Linked DNA regions of Muntiacus reevesi: region 2 is linked to region 1. Evidence: chromatin contacts called from public Hi-C data. All regions are on one chromosome and are shown on one strand. Each heading gives the region's core, a stretch centred on a gene start, on an enhancer-like site or on the middle of the called end of the contact. The rest is flanking DNA. Distances are from core to core; before and after follow the strand shown. Region 1 holds the start of C4H18orf32 (chromosome 4 C18orf32 homolog). Region 2 holds the start of CXXC1 (CXXC finger protein 1).

Region 1 (6,273 bases), core at 2,868-5,367:
TGTCCTTGGGTCGAGTTAACTGACTGATCAGACTTGAAGGATCTGATGCTGAGCAGGGCGCTGGGCTCCTCGGCACGGATACTTGAATCCAGATTTGGATGGAAACAGGCTGTGTTTTCTTCCAGAGGGTTAAGGGAAGGGCATCCGTGTCACTAGTCTTAGTAGTGTCAACGTTGCTGTAGGCAGCTGGTTATTGTAGATGAGATGAAACTGGATTGAGAGGATGGCTGCGATGATGGCATTTCTTAGGACACCTTTGGATTAATCATGAAAACAACTACTCTCTGAGCAGCTGTGGACAGTTTATAGTACATAAATGTTAAACTGTGAGTTGCTATAAATATATGTTGACAGTTATTCTTGCTTCCAGCTGACCCTTAAAAATGGTGCGCTATTCACTCGACCCAGAAAACCCCACAAAATGTAAGTGAGCAAGCAACATTTCTTATTTTGGAGTATAAGGCACCCAGATACCAAGATTAACCAAAAATAAATTTTTTTCACCGTATTTTTTAGCATGCAAATCAAGAGGTTCAAATCTTCGTGTTCACTTTAAGGTAGGTGAATCGTAGTTATGTTCTGAAAGCATTGTTCCTTGAGTATTTTTTAACCGTTCTAAAAAGGTAGCTGCGATGATGTGTTTCTTAGGACACCTTTGGATTCACCATGAAAATAAATCATTTCTGAGCAGCCACCTTTTAGTGAACACTTTGATTTAGGATTTGTGGAATTGGGTAAAATTACCAGAGAACTGCTTGAGAACCTAGTGCACAGATCAAGTTATGGGAAACGTAATTGTAGTTTACAAGATAATGGAGAAATATTAACAGTGAATAAACATGTTTAGGGTTCACATTTCTCCACCTTCAAACCAAGTCTCCCTGGTTCATAACAGATTTTGTATTATGTTTCAAGAATGGAAGGTATTTGGCTCTTGATAAAGGTTGACACGTTGAAAATACTGGAATTTGTTTAAATCTGACAGCTTACGTTATTATGTTTAGAACACTCGTGAGACTGCCCAGGCCATAAAGGGTATGCATATCCGAAAAGCCACCAAGTATCTGAAGGATGTCACTTTAAAGAAGCAATGTGTGCCATTCCGTCGTTACAATGGTGGAGTTGGTAGGTGTGCACAGGTAAGAATTCATAGTTGTCATTTAAAAGACAATTTGTTAGGGAAGGGAGTAGATGGAGTAAAAATGGCCATTGTCCTCCTTTACTGAGGCTCCTTATGGTTGCTGTGATAACAGTCTTTGGGACACCTTTGGATTAACCATGAAAAAAAAAACAATGTTCTGAACAACCTTGATGTAGGTTGAAGTAAATTTCATCTTGTAACATTGATTTAAATTGAGGCAAATTACTAATAAACTCTCTGGTTTTGTTTTTTAGGCCAAACAGTGGGGCTGGACGCAGGGTCGGTGGCCCAAAAAGAGTGCTGAATTTTTACTACACATGCTCAAAAATGCAGAGAGTAATGCTGAACTTAAGGTACCCACACTATAAGCATCTTTATACATGCAACTTGGATTGTTAACTCAGTTACAGTTGTTGTCTGGATCTATTTCCTTGGTTGACTTGCTTTTTCTTTGATTGACTTGATGAAAGTAGCAAGAGTTCCCATTAAAAAGGTTCTTTTAAATCTCTACTTTCAATTTCCAACAGGAAAAAATTTTTGTTTATACAGCGTTTCAGGAGCGCGGTCTGCAGTAATTTCAAGCCTAAGACTCTAGAATTACCCCCCCTACACACACACACACACAGAGACATAATGCCAGTACATGCAAGAGAGATGCTTTTTTTTTTCCTTGAGTATTTTACCAAGGGTTTGTAATCTTGTGCTGTAAAGGTTAGTGCTCAGTGGTGTCCAGCTCTGCGGCCCCATGGACTGTAGCCTGCTAGGATCATCTGTCCATGGAGTTCTCCATGCGAGAATGCTGGAGTGGGATTGAACCAGGTGTCCTGCATTGCAGGCAGATTCTTTACCATCTCAGCCACCAGGGAGGCCTTTTTTATACTGAGGTTTGTGAACCCCTTCACAGGGTATATTTAAATACAAATAAATACAGTTAGAAAGGAATCATATGATTGGCCTGTGGTTTGTTGCCTACATTCATAATGGAGAGATGTTAAATTTCAGAGGTCAAAACAGCAGTATGTAATTGAACAAATCCTATGCCAACTAAACAAATTTATCCATTTGAGCAGTTATCCTTTACCATTTTGCATTTGGAAAACTGGGTTAGAACTGGAATTAGTGTAGGTCTGTTAGCTGTAGCCCTTCTAGCTGCTAAGCCTTGCTGTCAAAATCAAGCTTAGATATAGATCCTTTGAGATTCTTGTAACTCTGCTCCCTAATGAATACCACTTATAAAATAGGGGCAATTACCAGCACTGAATTTTGGTAATTACTTAGATTTAAGGGAGGGAACTTAGAATGAAATTTTAAATAAAAATAAATGTGCTATTTAAAGTCATAAGGACTTGAGTGATACAGTTTGTGGTGTTAAGATAAAGGTGTTACCTGATTTAAAATTTTTTTTAAATGTTACATGATTTTGCTCCCTTTTCCCAGGGCTTAGATGTAGATTCTCTGGTCATTGAGCACATCCAAGTGAACAAAGCCCCCAAGATGCGGCGCAGGACTTACAGAGCTCACGGTCGGATCAACCCCTACATGAGCTCTCCCTGCCACATTGAGATGATCCTTACTGAAAAAGAACAGATTGTTCCTAAACCAGAAGAGGAGGTTGCACAGAAGAAAAAGGTAAATTACTTGGTCTCTGCTCTGTTTCACTTGGTGTATTAGATTGTGGTTGCTGTGATGACTAACTTAGGACACCTTTGGAATAACCATGAAAGGAAGCTATTCTGAGCAACCACCAACCTCTTATAATCATTTTATTTTGGCTTTCATAAGTCTCATTAGTTTTTTTTTAATCTTGGAAGATTTTTATTTTAATTGGAGGCCAATTACTTTACATTATTGTGGTTTTTTGCCATACATTCACATGAATCAGCCATGGGTGTACATGTGTTCCCCATCCTGACCCTCCCTCCCCACCCCATCCCTCGAGGTCATCCCAGTGCACCAGCCCTGAGCACCCTGTCTCATGCATCAAACCTGCACTGGCGATATATTTCATGTATGATAATATATGTGTTTCAGTGCTATTCTCAAATCATCCCACCCTTGCCTTCTCCCAGAGTCCAAAAGTCTGTTATTTACATCTGTGGCTCTTTTGCTGTCTCGAATATAATAGCTGAGTAATATTCCATTGTGTATATGTACCACAGCTTTCTTATCCTCATTAGTTTCTTAACAGCGAGTGGGAATTTCGTATTGTTCAGTGTGTTAAAACTGTGTGATTATATGCTGATGTCCACACCTAGATGGCCATGACCACTTCAGATGTAATTTATCTGGAACAGGGCACCCCCTCCCTGCAGCCCCTATCTCCAAGAAATATAAATGATTATATTTAGTTCTTTAGCCTGGAGCCCGGGGATGACTCAAATCCTAATGAATCTGTCTTCTGTTGATTTTCTCATATTATCCTCCATCCTTTTTTGCCACTTGGTTCTTTCCAGCTGGGCTGCCAGCCTGTAGTCTTCATTCTCTTCTTAATGCTCTAATTTCTTCCTGGCTGCCTTTCTCTCCATGCCACTTCTCTGTGCCAAAGGACTCATTCCCTTTATGATGAAATTTCCGATTACCTTCATTGAGATACAACTTCCTCTTTAAGATGTGTGTTTCTCCTGGAATCATTCTTCTAATAGTGCTTTTATTTTTCCTTTACCCCAGATATCCCAGAAGAAACTGAAGAAACAAAAACTTATGGCCCGGGAATAAATGCCGCAGAAAATAAATGCAAATAAAAGTAAAAGTGTTGGTTGTCTTAATTAGTAAATGTATTTCAAGTGTTAACCACAAAATGGATCAAATGATTATTTATGTTAATAAACAGGCTCTTTGCATCTTTTGGTACTTCATATAAAATGGAATTGAGAACATGGGAAAATTTCTGACTCTTTTCCACCTACTTTTTTTTAACTTAAAGCACCCTAAGTCTGCTACTGAAATAGCATTTACTGTATTTAGTTATGCATCCATAACTGGGGTTTTAGAGGCTTTTCAGTATCCCAAAGAGAAACCTTAGCAGTGGTTGACTGTCTCCTCCTAACCCAATCCAGCCCTGAGCTTATACTTATGTTGATTTGCCTATTCTGGACTTTTCATCTAAATCACAATGCTTTGACTTAGCATGTTTTTTTTTTCAGGGTTTTTGTTCTGGCGTGAGGTGTTAGCTTCATTGGTGTCCTCCTCTATACAACCTCAGGGACTAGCCTGCCAGGCTCCTCTGTCCATTGGATTATCCCAGCGAGAATACCGGAATGGGTTTCCTCCAGGGGATCTTCTGACCCAGGGATTGAATTTAGTGAACATCGGAGGACCTGCAGGACTCCTAAAACAGTAGCATTTACTGTGCCACCTGCAATATGTGTGTTAGCTGCCCAGTCGTGTCCGACTCTGACCCCACGGACTGTAGCTTGTCAGGCTTATTTGTCCGTGGAATTCTCCAGGCAAGAATACTGGAGTGGACTGCCATTCCCTTCTCCAGAGGAACTTTCCAACCCAGGGATTGAAGCCTGGTCTCCTGCGTTGCAGGCAGGTTCTTTACTGTTTGAGCTACCACAATGTAGGATCAGTCAAAGTTGCTCAGTCGTGTCCGACTCTGCGACCCCACAGACTACAGTCCATGGAATTCTCCAGGCCAGAACACTGGAGTGGGTAGCCGTTCCCTTCTCCAGGGGATCTTCCCAATCCAGAGATCAAACCCAGGTTTCCCGCAATGCGGGCAGATTCTTTACCAGCTGAGCTACCAGGGAAGCCCAGGAGCAATCAAAGCCTAGCTGATAGCAGCTGTCCCAGTGGGAGTTGAAGTGGTACGGCCATTGTTTGTAAGATAAATCCCTCGAAATCGACTTGAATGTTAATTTTCCGTGCTCTGGAATTTAAGACCCTTGTAGCAGGTCTTAAAATGGGGAAGGAAGTGGCAACCCACTCCGGAATTCTTGGCCGGGAAATCCTACGGACAGGATACTGGCCGGCTACAGTCCATTGGGTCGCAAAAAGTCGGAGACCTAGCGACTAAAGAGGATGAGCTCAGTCACAGCTGCATTCGAAAACATGCTAGCCGTCACTGTGAAGCAAGCTTTCACACAGGTGGTGAGCCGCTCGCAAAGGCGCCATCCTCCGGGCCCAGCGTCGTGGGTGTTGCTCGGCGACGGAGCACCTGAGAAAGCGAGTGCTTCCACCTCGCCGGCAGGCTCGAGTGACTGCCGCAGCCGCGCCGGAAGTCGTCCACGCCCCCGGCGGGCGACCCGTTACGTCCGGCGCGTCGTCAGGCTGACGCATGCGCGCCTTTGTCGGCCCCTCCTGCGGTACCATTGGCTCGGCTCGGCGCGTCCCCGCGACCCTACTTCCGGAAGCGTGGATACTGCCCCTGAGACTTGATCGTCGCCGGTGAGCCGGGCCGGGTAGTGGCCTGGGGGATCGGGGCGGCGTGGGCGGTGGCCTCGGTGCGCAGCGCGGTTCTCCTGCCCTCACGGTACAGCAGCCCCCAGCCCCGCGCGTCTGCCTCCCGCCCACCTCGCCCTTTGCCTGCCCTGCGCCCGCGTCCACCCGCTCCTGCCTCCTCTTACTCCGGATCCGCTCTCTGGCCTGAACTGTCGGTATCACTTTTTATTATCGTCACCCCCTTTTCGCTCTTCCTCTCTCCTCTCTCTCAGTCCTTACCTTTGACTCGGCCTGTCCCGCTCTCTTTTGTCTCCAGACCGATTTCTGGAGGACTGATTCCTTCCAGGAGCAGACGTTCCCCCTCCTCAGCTGCTGCCTGTTCTCAAAGAGCGTTAGCTATTTCTTGTCCATCGTATTGGACTGAGTCGAGTGAAAGAAATTCCTCTCCTCCAGCAGTTTCGATCCATTTATCTCACTGTGTTGTAATATTCGATAATTGGCTTGGAGACAGTAAATGAAATTATTTTTTATTAACTTATCATAGCCACCTCTAGACCTTTCTTAAGCCACAGTTTCTAGGCCTTTCTAAGCCATAATTATGACAGAAGTAACTAGTAGTAATTGTTCTTGAGAATTTATTTAAAACAATTTCAAGTAGGTTAGAAACGTGAATCTTTATGATGGAACGCTTGCAAGTCATCGTATTATCCTGGTGCTCGGTAGCATTGCCAGTTGTTTTGAAGGGTTTC
Region 2 (5,642 bases), core at 742-3,241, 770 kb before region 1:
GAGTGCCTACTTACTTGCAGTTTTGGGCAAACTAGCCTAACCTTTGCTTCATTATAATGATCATGCCTCCCTCCATGCTGAACTTAAAAATGCCCCCAGGGACACAGTGCTTTGAGAACTATCTCCTTGTCTCCTTCCTTGTCACAAGTAACAAATAATAAATGCTTCTGCTTTATTATCTGTTTATTACTTGTGACAAGGAAGTTCTTAATGTGCTTATCAGCTAAATAACCCAAATGTGTCTAGTCAAGGGAAGACTTGATGAAGCTGGTGGTTGCTGATTTAAAAATCTACTTTGGTCCAGCCATTCTCACCAGAGATGATCAGGTCACCATCGTATATGGCCTTCAGTTGTTGCCTAATTCTGATGGATGAGTGCTGTTGTAGAAGCCCAGAGGCTGAATCATCAGGTAGGCCTGGCTAAGGCACTGCTGGGAGGAGTGAGCTGCAAAGAGTGGTGGGAGGTGTCAACACAATCAATAAACAATCTACATTAAAGAACAGAAGAGACTTTCATCTGAACCAAGCTGAGGACTGGCCCAGGAGCGCAGCAGCCTCCACTAAGGAAGAAAGCACTCTAGAGAAGCATAGTTTTCAACAGTTTTATACAGCATCAGAAAAAAGAACATATTAATACATCAAACATGGCAGAGGTACGTTCCTTCAAGGTTTCAACAGCCATGTGTAGTTACAAATTAGCAGACACATAGTGAGTGAACATGACCTTGGCATGTGGGACAGGAACCTTATCCTCCAAGGAGTGCTGGCATTGGTGTCACAGGAATAATAAGGGACAGAATGAAGGGACAAAAATAGGTGATTAAGTAGTTAATCCCCCCTGTAGGGGATTCTAAGTAGAAAAATATGGGAAACTCCTGTAAGTGGATAATTACTGGAGAAAGCAGGTTTGCTTCACCACAAAAGGGAGGCATTTCTCCCTATCGGAAAGTGGGCATTCCGAAGGAGTCTTTTGGGCCTAGAAAAGAAAACAACAGTCTCAAAGGCCCTTGTTGAATCATCTAACTTGGGAGAAAACAAAACAGAACTTTAGTTCCACCCTGATGCTCCAGGTCTGTTGCATCCATCTGGGACTTATCACCCCCTGTTCGGAAACCTTCCACCCCCTACACCTGCCCAGAAGACTTGTCACCCCCTGCCCAACTACAAATGTCATCTCAACTAAAGGAATACTCAAAATTTCCCGCCTGATTAACGTTTCCCTTATCGCTTCCACAAACCTCCCTATAAATATGGAGCCTCCATCTCAGCGCTCAGCCTGGTGGTTAAGCCGACTGTCGCCCCTCCTTGCCTGAATAAAGGTTGACGTCCTCTTTCCTTTTCTGACTCGCCGGAACTATACCTTACACATTCGCTAATCCCCGTGGTTAGAACAAATGTACAACGTGTACTTGACAGATCATAAGTCAGGCTGTTCCAGTTTTACATAAAGTTTAGGCCAAATCAGATATAAGCCTGACTGGGCTTCCCCTGCCCCTAATAGGCAAAAATTTCCTTAGAGGTAATGTGGGAGGCATAACGACGGGACTGCTTTCCTTCCTAGCATAAGGCACACAGTATACAGACGTCCATTAGTAGACGCGGAAAGGAAACATGACTGAATAGTGGAAAGACTGACTCAATCCAGGTAGTGTTCCTAAAAGCAGGCCCGCTTCCCTATAGACATCTAGGCAGTACCAGCTGCTGGCACCAGAATCCACCGGCAAGATGGCGGCGCCCTCTCGGTGGCCGATTGGGACGCTGCCACTGAGCGTACGATTCCACGATGGCGGCGTCAGCATGGAAGTCGCGCAGTAGGGGCGACCATATTGCCTAAACTTAGCGGCCGTACAGGTAGTGGCTTTACGGACTAGGCCGGCAGGCAAGATGGCGGCGCCCATGGTAAAGATGAACTACGGGCGCCGCCATGTTTCCCGAGAACACACGGACTCGGCTGCCGTACGGTCTCAGTAGTCAAGATGGCGGCACCTCGGAGACCGTCAGAGCTCTAGCCGGGCGAAGACAACTTGTGTGTCGCGGAACCGACGCACTGGGCCTGCGCAGTAGGAGTACGGTGCCTGGTAGGCACCAGGAAAAGCGGAAGTGCTTGTGGGCGCCTTTGCAACGGCCGCGGACGCCGCCGAGTGGTCTGTGCAGGTTCGCGGGTCGCTGGCGGGGTTCGCGAACGGGTGCGTCGGAAGCCGAGAGATGGTAAGTGCGCGGTCCCAGGAGGGAGTCGGCGGTTAGAGGTCAGTGAGGTAGGAAATGGTGGAGTCCATTGGTAGGCTCGTGGGGGTCTGTGGTGATCCATAACCAGGGACTGTAGGCAGAATGGGGGAGGGGGGAGGGTCTGTTGTGAGCCTTAACCACGGTCCCTGGGTAGAATGACGGGGTCTGATGGTCCGAATTTTTACTCGTGGGGGAACCATCGGGGAGTTCTCTGATGAGCCATCATGGGGGTCTGTAATGGAAGTTTAGCGGGGATCCCTGATGGTAGTGCCTTGAGGGTCCCGATGGGGGATTCTTTGTGCAGAGTGATGGGGGGAGTTTCGACGAGTTGTGTTGGGGCAGTCTGGAGGGAGCCGTGATGAGTCCGTATCGGGGATCCAGGGGGGCGGGGCCGCCGGTGAGGTTGATCACTCCGGAATCTTAAGGGCACCGTGCTGGGAAGTCTGCCGAATGAATAAAGTGGTGCCTATGAGAGCCTTTGATGGGGCACCCGTGAAGAGCCATGACAGGGACAAAATGTGGGGGGTGGCAGGGTGTTTGCAGCGAGCCATTATATGAGTGGGTGTCTAGTGATGGGGGTGTCAGTGGGGTAAGTGACTGGAAAGTCTGAGACAAGAGTGAAGAAGCAGAGTAATGAGGTGTCATGGGTGAGCGATGGGGAGTGGTCTACAGGGACTCCGATGGAGAGATTTAATGAGGAGCTCTGGTGGGAAGTCTGCACTGGGAGACTTGAGATGTGTGGTGAGCCATGATGGGCCTGTACTAGTAGGATGAGGTGCCATGATGGGGGGGCGGGTCCCACAGGAGGGCGACGCTTCAGATCCAGAGCCTCCAGACGCCGGGGAGGACAGCAAGTCCGAGAATGGGGAGAATGCGCCCATCTACTGCATCTGCCGCAAACCAGACATCAACTGCTTCATGATGTGAGCCCGGGAGAGGCGGGCGGGACGGACACCTGGCCTGGTGGGGTGAGGCCAGTGGGTCCCGCCCCTCACGTCTCCCATCACTCGCCTCATCCTCCGCAGCGGGTGTGACAACTGCAATGAATGGTTTCACGGGGACTGCATCCGGATCACTGAGAAGATGGCCAAGGCCATCCGAGAGTGGTACTGTCGGGAGTGCCGAGGTGAGGGGCAGGCAGCTGGGGCTTCGAGGGAGGAAGAGGAGCCTTCATGGGAGGGTGGGTCGTGGGGAGCAGTGGATGGGTGGCCGTGAGCAGAGTGACTGCGGGTCGGTGCCCTGTGAGCTATGATAGAAGGGGCAGCTCTGCCTTGCAGTAGGGAGACAGAGCCGGTGGGTGGGCCAGAAGAGGGAGGAAGAAAGAGTTCTGGGGCCCCTCGAGGTCCCCCCATGCCAACCCCCACTGGCCCTGCCCTCTGCCCCACAGAGAAGGACCCCAAGCTGGAGATCCGCTACCGGCATAAGAAGTCGCGGGAGCGAGATAGCTCCGAGCGAGACGGCAGTGAGCCCCGGGATGAGGGTGGAGGGCGCAAGAGGCCTGCCCCGGATCCGGACCTGCAGCGCAGGCCAGGGGCAGGGACAGGGGTTGGGGCCATGCTTGCTCGGGGATCCGCTTCGCCCCACAAATCCTCTCCACAGCCCCTGGTGGCCACGCCCAGCCAGGTGAGTGGCGGCGATGGCTGGGATCGGTGAGGGGCTCCCCTCCGAGGCCCTGCTTGGTTCCTGAGTTCCGGGCCCCTCCGCCAGCATCACCAGCAGCAGCAGCAGCAGCAGCAGGTCAAACGATCAGCCCGCATGTGTGGCGAGTGCGAGGCCTGCCGGCGCACGGAGGACTGTGGCCACTGCGACTTCTGCCGAGACATGAAGAAGTTTGGGGGCCCCAACAAGATCCGGCAGAAGTGCCGGCTGCGTCAGTGCCAGCTTCGGGCCCGGGTGAGCATGGGCAGAGCTGGGCGGGGTCAGGCGGGGGGCCAGCGTGTCCAGGAAGAGCCGGCAGGGGCAGGCAGGGTGGGGTCTAACCGCGTTCAGACAGGTGGCAAGCGGCCTGTCCTGTCCAGATGAGCAGGGTGTGACCAGATGAGCCGGGCTGGCAGGGGAGCCCCCACCCCCAGGTCGACAGGGTAGGACCAGGCATTTCTAGGTGGTCGGGCCTGGCTGGGGCAGGGTGTCCTGCTGCTGAGCTGCGGGCAGGCTGGTGTGTCTGGGGAGGTGAGGCAGGGCTGGTGCGTGTGGTCAGGCACTTGGCAGGGCGAGGGCAGGGCCCCCCTCCCTCCACCTGGGGCTGACCTGGGCCTTCCTCCTGCCGGCACAGGAATCGTACAAGTACTTCCCTTCCTCGGTGAGTCCAGCCCCCCAGGGCGGGCGGGGCATGCGGGCAGGGCGGTCAGGGCCAGTCCTGAGATTCTGCCCCGCAGCTCTCGCCGGTGACGCCCTCAGAGTCCCTGCCAAGGCCTCGCCGGCCTCTGCCCACCCAGCCGCAGCCGCAGCCGTCGCAGAAGCTGGGGCGCCTCCGAGAGGACGAGGGGGCAGTGGCATCTGCGGCAGTCAAGGAGCCACCGGAGGCCACGGCGACACCCGAGCCGCTCTCGGACGAGGACCTCCCACTGGACTCTGAGCTGTACCAGGACTTCTGTGCAGGGGCCTTCGATGACCACAGCCTGGTGAGCAGGCAGAGCGTCCCATGGTGGAAGGGTCAGTCCAGTTGAGTTCAGTTGCTCAGTCGTGTCGGACTCTTTGCGACCGCGTGGACTAGAGCATGCCAGGCCTCCCTGTCTATCACCAACTCCCCGAGTTTACTCAAACTTATGTCCATCGAGTCGGTTGTGCCATCCAACCGTCTCATCCTCTGTCGTCCCCTTCTCCTGCCTTCAATCTTTCCCAGCATCAGGGCCTTTTCAAACGAGTCAGTTCTTTGCATCAAGTAGAGGTTACAGAAGCAGAGAGTATCCATAATGAGGAGAGAGGAGGCAGAGGGTATGGAAGGTTGATGTGGGCACTGAGTAGGTCGTGGGGAGGCCACCAGGAGCGCAGGAGAATCAGCGTTTGCCTCACTGGCAGCCCTGGATGAGCGACACGGAGGAGTCCCCGTTCCTGGACCCGGCGCTGCGGAAGAGGGCGGTGAAAGTGAAGCACGTGAAGCGGCGGGAGAAGAAGTCAGAGAAGAAGGTGACAGGGTGGTGGGTGTGGGGAGGGGACGGGCTGGGGCTCCGGGGGCATCAGGGGTCCGGGGGCGACTTTAGCCCTGCCCTGACCCCACGCATGTCGTCCCACAGAAGGACGAAAGATATAAGCGCCATCGACAGAAGCAGAAGCACAAGGACAAATGGAAACACCCGGAGCGGGCCGACGCCAAGGACCCCGCGTCGCTGCCGCAGTGCCTGGGGCCTGGCTGCGTGCGCGCCGCCCAGCCTGGCTCCAAGTATTGCTCCGATGACTGCGGCATGAAGCTGGCGGCC

What was found. A called contact is a pair of places that touch in the nucleus more often than the background predicts.
Region 2: a contact with region 1 is called in a Hi-C map of muscle, with 5 times the contacts expected there. The contact joins the promoter of CXXC1 here to the promoter of C4H18orf32 in region 1. A contact is called at or near these places in 2 of 3 Hi-C or Micro-C datasets (blood and muscle).

Annotation. Positions count from the first base shown.
Region 1 is chr4:46,820,539-46,826,811 of mMunRee1.1, reverse strand. C4H18orf32 (chromosome 4 C18orf32 homolog) reads left to right here and starts at 4,117. Exons shown (of 3, transcript XM_065932683.1): 1 at 4,117-5,615. It overlaps RPL17 (ribosomal protein L17), which reads left to right. Exons shown (of 7, transcript XM_065932682.1): 2 at 371-423; 3 at 517-557; 4 at 1,005-1,139; 5 at 1,396-1,494; 6 at 2,579-2,770; 7 at 3,809-4,003. The coding sequence starts at 384. The coding sequence ends at 3,856. It overlaps LOC136168090 (small nucleolar RNA SNORD58), which reads left to right and starts at 2,820; the gene lies at 2,820-2,883. It overlaps LOC136168093 (small nucleolar RNA SNORD58), which reads left to right and starts at 1,239; the gene lies at 1,239-1,307. It also overlaps LOC136168091 and LOC136168092.
Region 2 is chr4:47,588,478-47,594,119 of mMunRee1.1, reverse strand. It overlaps CXXC1 (CXXC finger protein 1), which reads left to right and starts at 1,991. Exons shown (of 14, transcript XM_065932731.1): 1 at 1,991-2,208; 2 at 3,031-3,149; 3 at 3,252-3,352; 4 at 3,614-3,849; 5 at 3,934-4,119; 6 at 4,602-4,847; 7 at 5,245-5,352; 8 at 5,460-5,642. The coding sequence starts at 2,206.